Linked DNA regions of Podarcis muralis: region 2 is linked to region 1. The links are chromatin contacts, called in public Hi-C maps. All regions are on one chromosome and are shown on one strand. The core of a region is the stretch at or near the end of the contact, and the rest is flanking DNA. Distances in the headings are between cores, read along the strand shown. Region 1 holds the start of UBE3D (ubiquitin protein ligase E3D). Region 2 holds the start of IBTK (inhibitor of Bruton tyrosine kinase).

The links. A called contact is a pair of places that touch in the nucleus more often than the background predicts.
Region 2: a Hi-C map of tail shows a contact between it and region 1, with 4 times the contacts expected there. The contact joins the promoter of IBTK here to the promoter of UBE3D in region 1. A contact is called at or near these places in 2 of 3 Hi-C or Micro-C datasets (blood and tail).

Annotation. Positions count from the first base shown.
Region 1 is chr3:80,678,461-80,685,217 of rPodMur119.hap1.1, reverse strand. UBE3D (ubiquitin protein ligase E3D) reads right to left here and starts at 4,144. Exons shown (of 9, transcript XM_028722881.2): 1 at 3,968-4,144; 2 at 1,074-1,273. The coding sequence starts at 4,032. DOP1A (DOP1 leucine zipper like protein A) reads left to right here and starts at 4,245. Exons shown (of 38, transcript XM_028722857.2): 1 at 4,245-4,362.
Region 2 is chr3:80,876,079-80,882,835 of rPodMur119.hap1.1, reverse strand. IBTK (inhibitor of Bruton tyrosine kinase) reads right to left here and starts at 4,076. Exons shown (of 28, transcript XM_028722851.2): 1 at 3,858-4,076.

The DNA.
Region 1 (6,757 bases), core at 2,895-5,394:
CCAACTAACAAGATACCGTATTTTTCCGTGTATAAGACTAGGGTTTTTTTTTTACTTTAAAATTATGTGAAAAACTGTGGGTCGTCTTATACGTGGGCCAATCTATCCCCTATTTTTTAAATTGGAGTCCCTAAAAATAGGGGGCATCTTATACATGGGGGTGTCTTATACACACATTGTCAGAAGTAATCTGCCACCCCAGGAAGCTGTAGAAATAAGCGCCACTCCAGTCAAACAGCAACATAACATATTTTTAGTCATACCAGGAGCTTCTAAATGTACATGGATTAAAAAATGTAAAAAATAAAATAGTTCCCAATAATATTCAATATGCAACGGCTACCACCACAAAATTATATCATGCTAGCAAAGTGACATCATACAGCAGCAATGCAAAATCCACACTTACATGCAAGTAACAGTCCAAAGCTGAATACACTTACTTACATCCTATTCATTTAAGGGAGACTTACTCCTAGATAAGTGGGTATAGAATTTCAGCCTAAATCCCATGGATTTCAGTGGGACTAAGCTAAGCTTAACTATGGGAATGTACTGTAGCCAACATTACTGAAGGAAAATAAAAATAATTCAAAGACATGGGGCATTGTGAACTGACAAAATTTCAGAAACAGCATTCAGTTCAACTTAGCGAAACACACAATCTGAGTGCAGACTTATATCTCAAAAGGACTCAAAAAACTAGGCAAGCTAACAGAAAACTCTTATTTTAATCTTACAATGCTACTTTGCCATACATTCATTCTGCCTGTGAAGGGAGGTTTGTTACTAACTTTTGTTTTCATTAGGACACAGCAAAGGGAGTAAATCCAGTTAAATCCAAGCTGGAGTTAACGAAAGAAAAAAAGGGAATCTGCCCACATTGTGAAGTCAGTTCAGGCAAATCTCACAGCTGAAAGTTAAACCATCCCCACATCTCACATTTCTTTTTTGGTTCAATTGCCATGTTTCTTGAAAACATACTTAATCCTTCACAGTTTGATCTACTTGCTTTACAACTTTAGACAGAACGCTGGTGATAAAAAGACATATACTGTATAAGTCACTCTTACTTGTATTATTGAAACCTGCTTGAACTAGCAGTCTCATATGTAAGCCATCCCCAAGCACATACTGCAGTCCTCGACAGGAAGAAGGAACAATCCTGACCTCTGGTGGAAGGTTGATGGTCTTGCAGTGTTCATCATTTTTTAGCTCTACCAATGATGGCATCAAGGTAATATCCATGGGCCAGCTTTCTGGCTTTAGTTGGCTGAAGATGTTTAAGAAAGACCAATTATTTTCCACTCAAAGCAGATTTTCAAGGACAAACTGATAGGCCTGGGAAAGCCTGGTTTTTTATATGCCTTTCATAAATGTACACAATGCAAATTAAACAGAAGAAAACAACCACAAACAATATCTAACATTAACTAGGCAGACTGCCCCTTTCAGTGGCGAAGCGTGGGTTGTCAGCACCCGGGGCAAGGCAAGTAATTTGCGCCCCCTAACCCGTGGATTTTAGCACTCGAGTCTCTTCCGCGCGCCCCCCCAGATGTTGCGCCCGGTGCGGCCAGCCCCCCCCCCTGCACCCCCCACGCTACGCCACTGGCCCCTTTCTCTCCTAACCCCAACTCCAGTCCATGCCATTCTCAAATCTGCTTCAGGGTGTTCCCAGAGGACATTTGAGGGGGAAGCAGAGGGGAGGGGGAATCTGTTCTACAAATGATGCCCATCCTGCTGGCAGACAAACACCACTGTATATCACCAAATATATAACAATTCACCAAACAATGAAAAACCAGCCACACACACAATTAAATAACAATTGATTTGAACATCAAAGTGAAAAATCCAATTTCCGTTGTTTAACATACCCTTGGGTTCCATGAAATGCAACTCATTAAAATGCCTGGGAGAATAACAATTGTCTTAACCAGAGGTCTGAACGATAAATATTAAGAAGCAATTACATATCAGTGAGACACAGCACTACTGAGAACACTTATCTCGGATTCCTATTGCCTGCATGTAAGAGCACTTTAGTCACTCGCTCTTTGTGTGTATGTGTGGACAGAGTGCCGCTAAAAACTCATTATGGCCACATAATGTGCCACATACCTTCTGTGATGCCATATCAGTTTCACAAGGCTTGCTAGCAGAAGTAGCTGGGAGGAGAGCCTGCAGGCAGAAAAGGCTTGCAGCTTCCCCTCCCTGCAGGGTGCCCTGACAAGGCAGAAAGAAAACAACTGCGGACCTTGATGGGGCATCAAAATTTCCTACAAAGGGAGATGGCTAGCCACACAGGGGTTATCTTCAGTCCTGGTTGAGCCAGAGAGAGAGAAGGAGTTTGAGGATCCAGCTTTCAAAAGGAGGTGGTGTGCAGCCAGGGGTCACACCTAACTGACGTCCAGGCTGGGAAGCTGATCATAAGGAAGCTGGATACCCAGTGAGCTGTTGTCCTCTTCCTGTTGAAGCCACACATGTGCTCCATCTGATCAGGGCCCCTGTGCCAATGAGGGTCTGTTTACCAAACTCTTGGAGAATTTCTGAACCAGGGTTCCACATGAGCCCAGCATATGACATCACCAAGGAAGATGTTTACACCACAAACCTAAACTTGTCTTAATGTAGTTTCCCTAGTATTCTGATATCATGAACTTCCTGACTTTGCAATAAAGTCTCTAAAACCCACTTGGCAAATTCTAGAGGAGTAGCCAGATTAGTTTACAGTGGAACCTCGGGTTGTGAACATGATCCATGCGGGAGGCACGTTTGCAACCCACAGCGCCGCATCTGCGCATGCGCATGACGTGATTCGGCGCTTCTGTGCATGCGCAAAGTGCAATTTAGTGCTTCTGTGCATGTGCGAGCGCCGAAACCCGGAAGTAATGCGTTCCAGTACTTCCAGGTTTCGGCGCGTCCGTAACCTGAAAACGTGTAACCTGAAGCGTTTGTAACCCGAGGTACCACTGTATTGTAGTACAACTTGCACCTTAAAGTTTACAGAGCTTTGTGTCTTAAACGTGCATGGGTTGGAGACTATATCATCAGATGTACGAAGTGCAGTCCTGAATTGGGAAGCACAATATATATTAAGGGGAATATAAATTGAGTGATTAATGAGCACAATAGCTGACAATAATGCATTCACTAGGCCTCATGGACAATGTGCACATAATCCTCTCACGAAGTGGGAATTGTTCACATTTCCCAGGCAAAATGCATAATCCCCAACAGGTCTTAGAGAACGTACATATCTTGACTGCATTATGTAAATTATCTGAGAAATATGCACAGTCTATGGTCAACAGACATACTTAATAAGAAGCATGCCTTTCTGCCTTATTTCTTGTTCAGAAATGTGCAATCTGCACTCCATGGGCAGCTTCAAGCCCACTGCCAACCTGACATGACACACAACTATCAGCCAAGCTGTCCTGGACAGCCAAGCAACAGGAAGAAAGGGGAGGCGCATGATAAATATTTATTATTAATTAAATTCATATCCCAACCTTTCTGCAGAGGAGTGCCTTTTTCTGCAGTCAGGCATCCTTTTAAGCACTCTCAGCTGTTCCCCAGTCAGCTGATCAACACAGAGGGGGCTGCAAGGAGTGAAAATTGTTACACTTTCCCTACCATAATTCTGAAGGGGAAAGCATAACATCAGTATGGGGCCAATCAACCTCATCATCGTCGAGGCAGAGGAGGGGAGGTTTAACCAGCTGAAGGAAGGCTGGGAGAGAAGGAGGGTGAAGTACCTTTGATCCCACCCATTGCCACTGCGGTCGAAACTAACCCAGATCTAATCGGTGTCTGGATAGGAGATTGCACAGAGACCCTACGGCGGCTGCCTTGAATTGCCTGGGAGAAAAGGAGGCTATCGCAAAATAGATCCCGGTACACATGTATTTGTGTACTTCTCTTAAAACGGGAAGGGGGCGTTGGAAAGAGTTAAAATAAATACCGGATAATCAGCAGCCCACTCTGCGTCCCCTGCCTGATTTCCAAAAACACTGCGACCTCGTCCATTAAGCCAGCGCGTGCCACTGAGATCCTGGGCTGGGGACATCCAAATATTGTATCCGCGGTGAAATTCAGACCTGCCCGGGGAGCGGACCCACGTGGGAGAGGAGGAGGAGGGGAAACGCCAAACTCAGCCCAGGAAGCGCTTAAGCGAAACCGGCCTCTACCGGCAAAGAGAAAGTCTCCGTCTTCGCCACAGCGCCCTCTCCATCGCCAGGCAACCGGTGGCTGGCTTTAAGGAAATAGAAGAGCCGGCGTCCCTTCTTACTGTGTGCAAACTTGTAGCTGCGAGTGCTCACCCTCCAATTGCTCAGCTCCGAGGAAAGGATTTCTCAGGTTTTTCTCCGATTTCGAATTGAACGGGCTCAGGAAGGTTGCGTTTTTGGAATCGTTTGTGCGCCACGTGGCGTCATTTGGGACTGATAGCTCGGAGCAAGATGCCGCTTAAAATGGTGTATGGATTTCTTAGCCCAGCTCTTGTTGCAAGCAAGTGTCTCCAGAGAGGCCTTTTGCTTCTTTTAAAGGGCTCGGTCTTTTGAATATGGTACAGTACTCTGAAGGAAAAAAATATCTGTGGCCTTGGGGGAGGGGATTGCAATCTACTTAGAATTAAGTTCCATTGGATACCATTGGGCCTGCTCCGAGGTTGGCTCATACAGGGTTCCAGGCTTACAATCAAAAAGGTTTATTGCCTTAAGGCCATAATAACAATTTCAAAATATCATTGCGGGCTTACAATGAAATCCTACACGTGTATACTAGTACGTCTCCTTAGGAAAATTGCAGAACGCACAAAAAAGTATACATTTCCTACAAAGTGGTGCGAAACTTTTATGGGACTTACTCCCAGGTGTGTGTGTATAGGATTGCAGCCTAAGCGTCCTTAGTGGATAGCAGAGCCTTAAATTCACAAACTGCGTATTATTAGTGAAGGCTGTTAAGCGAGATGGGGGACTCGGGGCCCTCCAAGTGTTGTAGAGCTGAAGCTCCTATCATATCCCTGACCATCGGGCTGGTGGGAGTTGGAGTCGTCAGCGTCTGGAGGCACACCCTGATGCAGAGCCTCCAGGTATGGCCTGATGCAGAGCCTCCAGGTGCCTTCGATTACCAGAGGTCGAGGACAGCTTCGGAAGCCGGGACCCAGGGGTAAATGGCTCGCTTCTGTTGGAGACAGATATACATTTAATTGCACCCTCTGAGACATTCGCCGTGTAACTAATGCGCGCAGAACGCGCGCAAACAGAGGGGCCGCTTCCTATTCCCTCACTTGGATTCCAGAACAGTGCAAGAATTCCCTTGTGCGCGTGTACAGGGCCCATATTCTGCTGGTGGCAGAATTTCATTGTATTTCTCTTTTAGCCTTGGTTTTAATCGCTTTCTGCGGGGTTTGTTGTCTGTTTGTTTGGCATGGGTGTAGCCAGGATTTTAGTGGGGGCAGGCTTTACGTATGGGGGGTGCCGAACAGAGTTATCTGCGACAGAATTAGTAAGGTATTTTTATTTATTTACTTGATTGATGCAGCTGCACCCCCCTGGCTATGCCCATGTTGTTTGGGTCGTTGTAAGTCGCTTTGGGGTTGCCCTGGGCAAGATAAAGCGGCCGACAAATTTAATAAAGACGGTTTTCTCGAAGACAGACGTGTGGCCGAGGGGCTTTACTGCCCGGTTGGCGAGTGCGGATACAGAGCCGCGGCCCGGAAAGATGCACGCGCAGCGCGGAGGGCGAACTCTCCGGCGCGCGCAGAAGCCGAGGCGAGGGGGGTAGGATTCCAGCGGTAGAACGTTCTGGAGAGCCGGCAGGTGGCGCTGTTGCGCAAGGAGAAGCGAGCCGGAGGGAGGGCGGAAGGAAGGGGGCCGCGCTGCATGCTGGGAGCTGTCAGTGCCCTCTCCGGTGTGTTTAGGCGGCGGGGGCTCTTCCGGCTTGGGACGCCAAGGTAACCCTTTCCCCCTGCGACGCGCCCTCCCCCAACCCTTTTCTGCTTCCCGCTTTTTCGGTGCCTGGTTGTGACGGGGGGAGGGTATATAAGCGTTAAGGTTTGGGGGTAGGGGGGCAGGGTGGGGGCATCCCTTATTGGAGGGTCTCCTCCCTCTCCTTGGGGGAGAGATTCAGAAGTATAAGGTGGATGGGGAGGGCTGTGTGGAAATGCCTCCTGGTCTTTTGTGTCTCCAAATATGCTTATGGGTCAGTTTCTCCTGTCTGCCACTAATGTTTCCTTCTATTTCACATTCCGTTATGGCAGCCCCCCCCTCCATGGGGGGGGGGCTGAAAATAAATGGAGCAGGGCCCATCAGAAAGAGGCATCATCATCATCTCTTGTGCCTCTCTTGTTCCTCTCCCATCTTCATCAGATACAGTCACAAGGTGCACTAAATGTTGACTAGTTCACCTCTAGCTTCCCCATTGCCAATGTCTTAGCCACCCTGGTTGTGTGAAGACGGGGGGGGGGGATTTCTCTTCCCTTACATCCTCTCAGTCTTCTTATATTTTGCACTCTGAGCTCATTTATTTTAAATAACAGCCACCTGTAGCTCTCTGCCTGCCCCTTTAGAGTCTTGATACTGTTAAAAACTTCTGTTAAAGGATAAACTAATCCACTCCTCAGAATCATGCATCTCCAACCCCAGTTACTGTGAATAATGAACAGGAGTTAATGGTTATTTGATTTAGCTGCTAGAGTATGATGTGACCTTCTAATAGTTGGCATTTTGCATTCTCTACTTTCATTCACTCG
Region 2 (6,757 bases), core at 2,827-5,326, 200 kb before region 1:
TTCTAAGTCATTCCTTGTGCAGCAGAACAGGTCTGGGAAACCTCGAGCCCTTGTTCTTGGGCAAAATCACTCCAAAGACTGTTTCGGAAGAGAAACTGGAAGGAAGCATGGGAGTGGTCTTGTGTAACCCCGGGTCCCTACTGCCCACTAGTGGGCGTTGTCAACCTGGTCCCTACTGCCCACTAATGGGCGTTTCAGGATTCTAGGTGGGCGGTAGGTGGTTCTAAGGCACAAGCTGAACCTCCTTCCATTGAGCACTGGTGGGCAGTAAGGAAATTTGACCATCAAGAAAGATGCATTAGTGGGTGGTAGGTATAAAAAGGTTGACTACCTCTGGTCTAACCAATGCTGATGTAAAGTTGCACCAACAAAATTTAAAGAGAATTTAAAGGGGCAAGCAAAGCAATCTCTGAACTGTAATAGTTATAGCAGGTAACGGTATCAGGTAGCTCATTTACTTCTACAGGTATTTGTTCTATTATTACAATCACAGGAGGTACAAAACAGAACTACAAAACTTATTGGCAAAGGAAACAGATCAGGCAATTTAAAGCTACAAATAAAAAAAAACCCAATTCAATTTCCCCATGAACAAACAGACATATTAACTGGTTTCAAACAGTTGGAGAAGTTATACATGACCATCTTGCTGCTCACATCAATACATTGGCTGCAGCATCAAGTACATTGTTGTTGTTATTTAGTCGTTTAGTCGTGTCCAACTCTTCGTGACCCCATGGACCAGAGCACGCCAGGCATCAAGTGCATTACAATGATCTATTCTGGAAGTTGACAGAAGATGTATAACTGAAGCCATACTATCCATGTTCAGAAAAGCCTGTCGTAATTGGTGCACCAACTGAAGCTGGACATAGGCACTCTTAGCCATTAAAGTCACTTGGGACACAAATGTCAATAATGTTCTAGGAACAACCTGCAAACTACAAACCTGCTCCTCCAAGGGGAGGTAATATGGTAATAGGAAAAAAACAGGAGTGGCCAGTCATGCAAGAAAGACTAGAATCATTTATTTGTTCTAATGCCAAACAACAGTATGCTATGTACCAGCCCCACAGTCCTTTCCACCCATTAAAGGAGAGAACCCAATTTTAAAGTGTCAACAACCATGCAACACAACAATATAAGCAGGCATTGGCACAGACTCTGCCCCCCCCCGCCCCCACAACACCCAGATGTCCACAAACAACAGCAAGGGTACAGTGAGGAGACTGTGAACAAAGAAGTCTCTGATCAAACCCCAGGCCATTGTGGATCCCAGGAAGTCAAAAAGCAATACCAAATAGCTTCTATCAATACAAGCTCTTGTCCTATAGCAGAAACACTCCAGAGGAAGAGATATGGTTCAGTAATAAAACACATGTTTGCATACAAAAGGTACCAGGTTCAATCCCTGGTATCTCCAGGTAGGACCGAGAGAGGCTGCCATTTGAAAACCTGTAAAGTTGCTGCCAGTCAGTGTGGGCAATTCTGAGCCAGAAAGACCTATGGTTTCACTCAGTATAGGGCAGCATCCTATGTTTCCTTAAGGCTGAATTCTCAGTAGTTATTAGTGCACTTGCTTATATGGCTTATGTTATGCTTCCTTCAGATTGTTTGCTCAGTTGAGTTGCCAACTTGGAAGAAGTAGAATCTTGGATTGGACATGCTTACAATATTAAATTCTCTACTCCTTTCTTCTCATGCTTTTAGGCTTTTGACTAGGGAATAATCAAGTAGCTAAGGTTTTGCCTTTAGTCCTTTGAATATTCAAGTTCAATAAAAAGGAGACTTCCAAAAATCAGCACAATGTCTTCATTCCCAAGGAGTTATTTTTAAATCACTGCTCTGAAACCACCACTGCAGCTGAGCTGCTACTCTCAAGACATTCTGAATTACAATTCTCATCATTTCTACTGGCTAAACTGGCAGGAACTGAGAGATGGAGTCCACCATGCATGGAGTGCACAAGGTTTGGGGGAAGGCCATTGTAAGGAGCAGTTGAAAATGGCTCAAGAGGAAATAGACAAGGTGTGAAGGGGGATACAGAAAAAACGCTGGTTTGATGTCATTGTCTCCAAATTTGCATTTAATCACTACCACCCTCATCACTACTTGGGCAAGGTGATAGATAAGGTGTTAGTGGGATACATGCTTAGATGAAACAGTGTATCTAGACCTGTGGTTCCCAATGTGGGGCACACACCCCACAGGGGGGCAATTTGATTTTTAAGGGGGACAATTTGAGAATGAGTTATTAACAGTTAATGGCCTTTTAGGCTTCCTCCACGTGAATAGGAGTTCACTTTTTGAATAAGAATTATATGTCATGGGGGGCGGGGAATCAGGATTTTAGAGATGCTTAGGTGAGGCATGGCCAAAAAAGGGTTGGGAACCACTGAACTAGACCCATTTAAATCTGCATTCAGTCCTGGTTTTGCAATCAAAACTGCCTTGGTCACCTGGTTAATGGCATTTGTTAGGGAAGTGGACAACCCTATTGATATCAATACCCTGCTCTAGATGCAGTTGCACTCCCCCTGGAAGAGCAGGTTTGTAGTTTGCAGGTCGCTTCTAGAACCATTATGGACATTTGTGTCCCAAGTGACTTTAATGGCTAAGAGTGCTTATGTCCGGCTTCAGTTGGTGCACCAATTACAACAGGCTTTTCTGAACAGGGATAGTATGGCTTCAGGTATCCATTCTCCGTCAGCTTCCAGAATAGACCATTGTAATGTACTTGATGTGGACCTGCTGCAGGATGCTGCAGTCAATGTATTGATGTGAGCAGCAAGTTGGACATGTATAACTTTTATTCTCCAACTGATTGCAGGTCTAATTCAAGGTCCAATTTCATAAAAATTGATTATCAATGCAATATTAAAACAACAATACAAAATAAAACAATAAGATGTCATAATTCATTAACAGACTTGGGGCATCTTGTGAACATTTCAGAGTGATTGATGTACACAATCAAGATTCAGAGGTCTGAACTCTGCCTATACAACCAAGAATATTAGATTCCTTTTGCTCACTGTATTGTCAGTACTTTTCTTTCTAAGCTGTACATTCCATTAAACAGAGATGACCTGCTCTGCGAGTGCGTATGCAATAAGTTATCCCACAATCAAAGTAAGGAGAGCAAGGTGTTCCTGACCTAGACAGTGTAAACATTCAAGGGGAAGGTGTCCTCAGCATTATCTGTCAGAAATAAACCGTCATGCAAAACGGCCTTCAGCATGTTGCCCTTGGAACCAATGAAAGCAACACTACCCAATGGAGTTTTGCAGCAGAGTTCAAATTACAAATCCTATTAGCAAAATGTTAAGGAACCACAGGGCACAGTAGTGGCCCTGAAAGTAAATCCTGCAAACTAGGTGAAGAAGCATCCAGAAAATGTATTTCCATATACAATTTATTTTTGGGGGGAGGGGGTGGAAGAGAGAGAGAGACAAGGGCCTCTTTTCCCCTATATAAAAATACAGGTGCCCAGCTTCAGTTTTCCTGAAGTGTGTGTGTGTCCCACCCCACAGATTGCCATCTTTTATTTTTCGGGCAGAGCTTCTGCAGTCTGGAAAAAAAACTGCATGGCGAGGAGAAATGCAATCGGTGCAGCTCTTCCGTTCAACGCCTGCCCATACTGGGACCGTCTGCACCTGTTGAATTCCTACCTGCCATGCAGCTGCCAGAAGCCCCCAGGCCACTGCCTGGGCGAGGGTCGTAGGTGGGGGGTGGGAGGCTGGGGGACGAAGTCGGGACGTTATTTCATGCCTGCCTTCCCTCCCACCGCCGCCCTCTTCCCCCCCCCACCCACCTGAGTCTCTCCCCCCCCCCGCGCGCAGCTCCTCCCCCCTCACCAGTCGCTAGATGAATGGGCTGGGACGGTCGCAAGAGGACACGCGCTGGGGGCCGCGCAAGCTCATCCTCAGTGTCTCCGAAGGGCTCCGGGCCGAGCCAGGGCGACTGACGGCGGAGGGGAGAGAGCGGAGCCCAAGGCAGCCAGGGAAGGAATCGGCCACGGCTGCAAAACCCTCACAGGAGGAGACGGAACAGGGCAGGTTGAGGACAGCGGAGCAAAGGAGCGCGCGATTGGGCGAAGCGCTGAGTATCGCGAGCGCCTATTGGCCGGCGGGAGCCAACGCTCCGGCTTCTGCCTCGGGAGCCAGAAGCTGTAAGGGGCTGACGCGCAATAGGCCCTCTCCGGGCAGGAGGGCGGGCGAAGAGCCCCCCAGGAGGGGAAAGGGCTGAGGGACGGCTTCCCTCGCCGCCGCCGCAACCGGTCGGGTTGCAAGCGAAGCGTGTGGCGGCTGATTCCCCCGAAGCCAAGCCCCTTTAAATAGCTTAAAACTGCCCCGGGCGAAGCAGCACAGGCAGCAATTCGGAGAGAGCGCAACCCTGTGCGTGTTTGCTCAGCTGCGGGGTCTGTCAAAAGGGGACTTGCTCTTCAAGCTTGGACTCGAAGGAAACCAGGAAGGCTAACCTTAGGAACCATAAGCTCTCTGCTAATTTTAACCGGACTTCTTTGGTGACCTTATTGGGGGGGAACATGACTCATGCAAAATGCGGACTACATTTGTAGAAGGAAATCGTTGGTGGCACGCAGCGGCCACACCCTCAAGCTTTTGGTGTTGAGCCCCTGCAAGAGCTTTTGAAAAGGCTGACGAGAAAATTAGTAGGGTGTTTCTGAGGTCAGAATTAGCACTGGGGTGTAGGAGAACAGACGGTGGAAATAGATCTGAAAAATGAAGCATCTGTGTATAGCATTGCATCAGAGGTGCTTTTCCGATGGCTTTAAAAGGCCCTTTTCAGCTATTTCGGTAATCTTTGCTCAAGGTTAAAAAAAGATATAGTACAATAGATATCAAGCCATGGCGAAAACCACTGGGGTGATAATTATTTTTGTTTTTATATACAGAAAGACATGCACAGAGCAACTCGGTTCATGCCATAGACCACATTACTGGCAAACAGAAGTACATTTTAGGTTAATGCACAACTGGAAGAATCCCTCAGGTCCTCATTGCTTGATGACTGCAGGCGAATGTGTGAACGGATTCATCTTACTCAGCTTATCTTTTCAGCAGTGCCAATTGCTGTGATATTAAAATCAAAGCTATAGTGGCAGACTTGGTTCAGTCCCATGCATGTACATCACTTCCTTCAATAAAGCCTATTAATTTTGGCCAATGTTGTTGATTAAAGCTAAATCAATCTAGATTTGTTTATGTTAATAGAAAAGGGCAGGTTTGATGTCTTGTTTTCCTAAGTAAATAAATACTGTTCATTTTGTTGTTCAAATTTCATACCTGTCAGTGACGGTATCTGCCACACCTGCATATATGATCATTCAGCCTCCAGCATTTTTATTATTTTTAATTTCTAATTCCCTGTCATCTTTTGGATCAGAAGAGGCCCAGCCTCCAGCCAAGAAATCCCACTGTTGTTTATGTTTAAAAATGGGGTTAATCAGAGTTTTCAAGGCCAATAAGGTAAGGAAGGATATTCACAGATGCTCAAGCAATTGGTAAGGGAAAATTCTTTTTTCCCCCACTAGATGTCACTATTGAGATATAGGTCCTGAAATTCACCATTGATGAAACACACCAGTGTGTTTGGAATTGTTAAAAATGCTTATTAAAAGTACCTGTTTTCCACTTTTTGGTGCAGAACTAAAGTTAGATGCTATAGCAAAAAAAAAAAAAAAACACCAGTGAAATACAGTAATAAATTTATGAACACATTTAATTTGCCATTCCAGCATACATTGAAAAAAGTGGCCTTTCCTGTTAGCACCATACTCATGCTAACGTTGCAATGTTTGCCACTTAACCACTTCTCTGCAACCATACTTGCTGAGCTAGCTTGAAAGGATGAAAGCATCTCAATTTCCCCTGTCACAAAATATTAGAGATTGAGGGTTGGGTAATGTGATATATCCACACAAGAGAAGCATTAGCTTGAGAAAAGGTCCTCTGAATCCTACACAATAGATTAATAACTGCGCAGATATTGCATGAAGACATCCTGAAGGAGTTGCCTTCAGTTGTGCAATTCTTTATCTCCTTGATAAAGATGTCAGAAGTCAAGGAGATAAAGAATTACACAACTGAAGGCAACCCTGTATCAAGAGGTTTATAATGCTCTATGTTTTCTATATGCTATAAGCTGCCCAGTGGGCGAGGTATAAAGAAAATCATTATCATCTTAACAGAAATATGGAGAGGTCTGGGAGAGTGGGAATTACTTTTGTTAATTCAGGGATCCAATTAACACTAGTGCATACTATATCAATATCTGGCCAACATAACAACAATAATTGGCCCAGTGAGATGGAATGAATTATGACCAGCAATAAAAACCACAGACTCAGAATTGTAACTGAAACGAATCAGTCATTTTACTGGTGTAAAATGCTTTGAGACAATAATGATATTAGCATCCTTGCTGATGACTTTCAAGTGTTGCTCGGATATCTTTTTATGCTGACAGACCTATGCAGTTGTCCAAACTTTCTTGATCAGCCAGTCATTTTAATTATTATTTTAATTTGTTGTTGTCTATATGTTTATTGTATATACTGTTATATACTGCCTTGATATTTTATTTAAGTTGGCAGCAAGCAAATATTATAAATAAATATGACATCTGCATGAAATAAAGCAACTTAAAACAATATAGTAGAAAATAATATATGTATGGTTTAATAATAAGAGTAAATCATGGTAATGTCATTAGTTTAAAAATTGCAATTGTATTA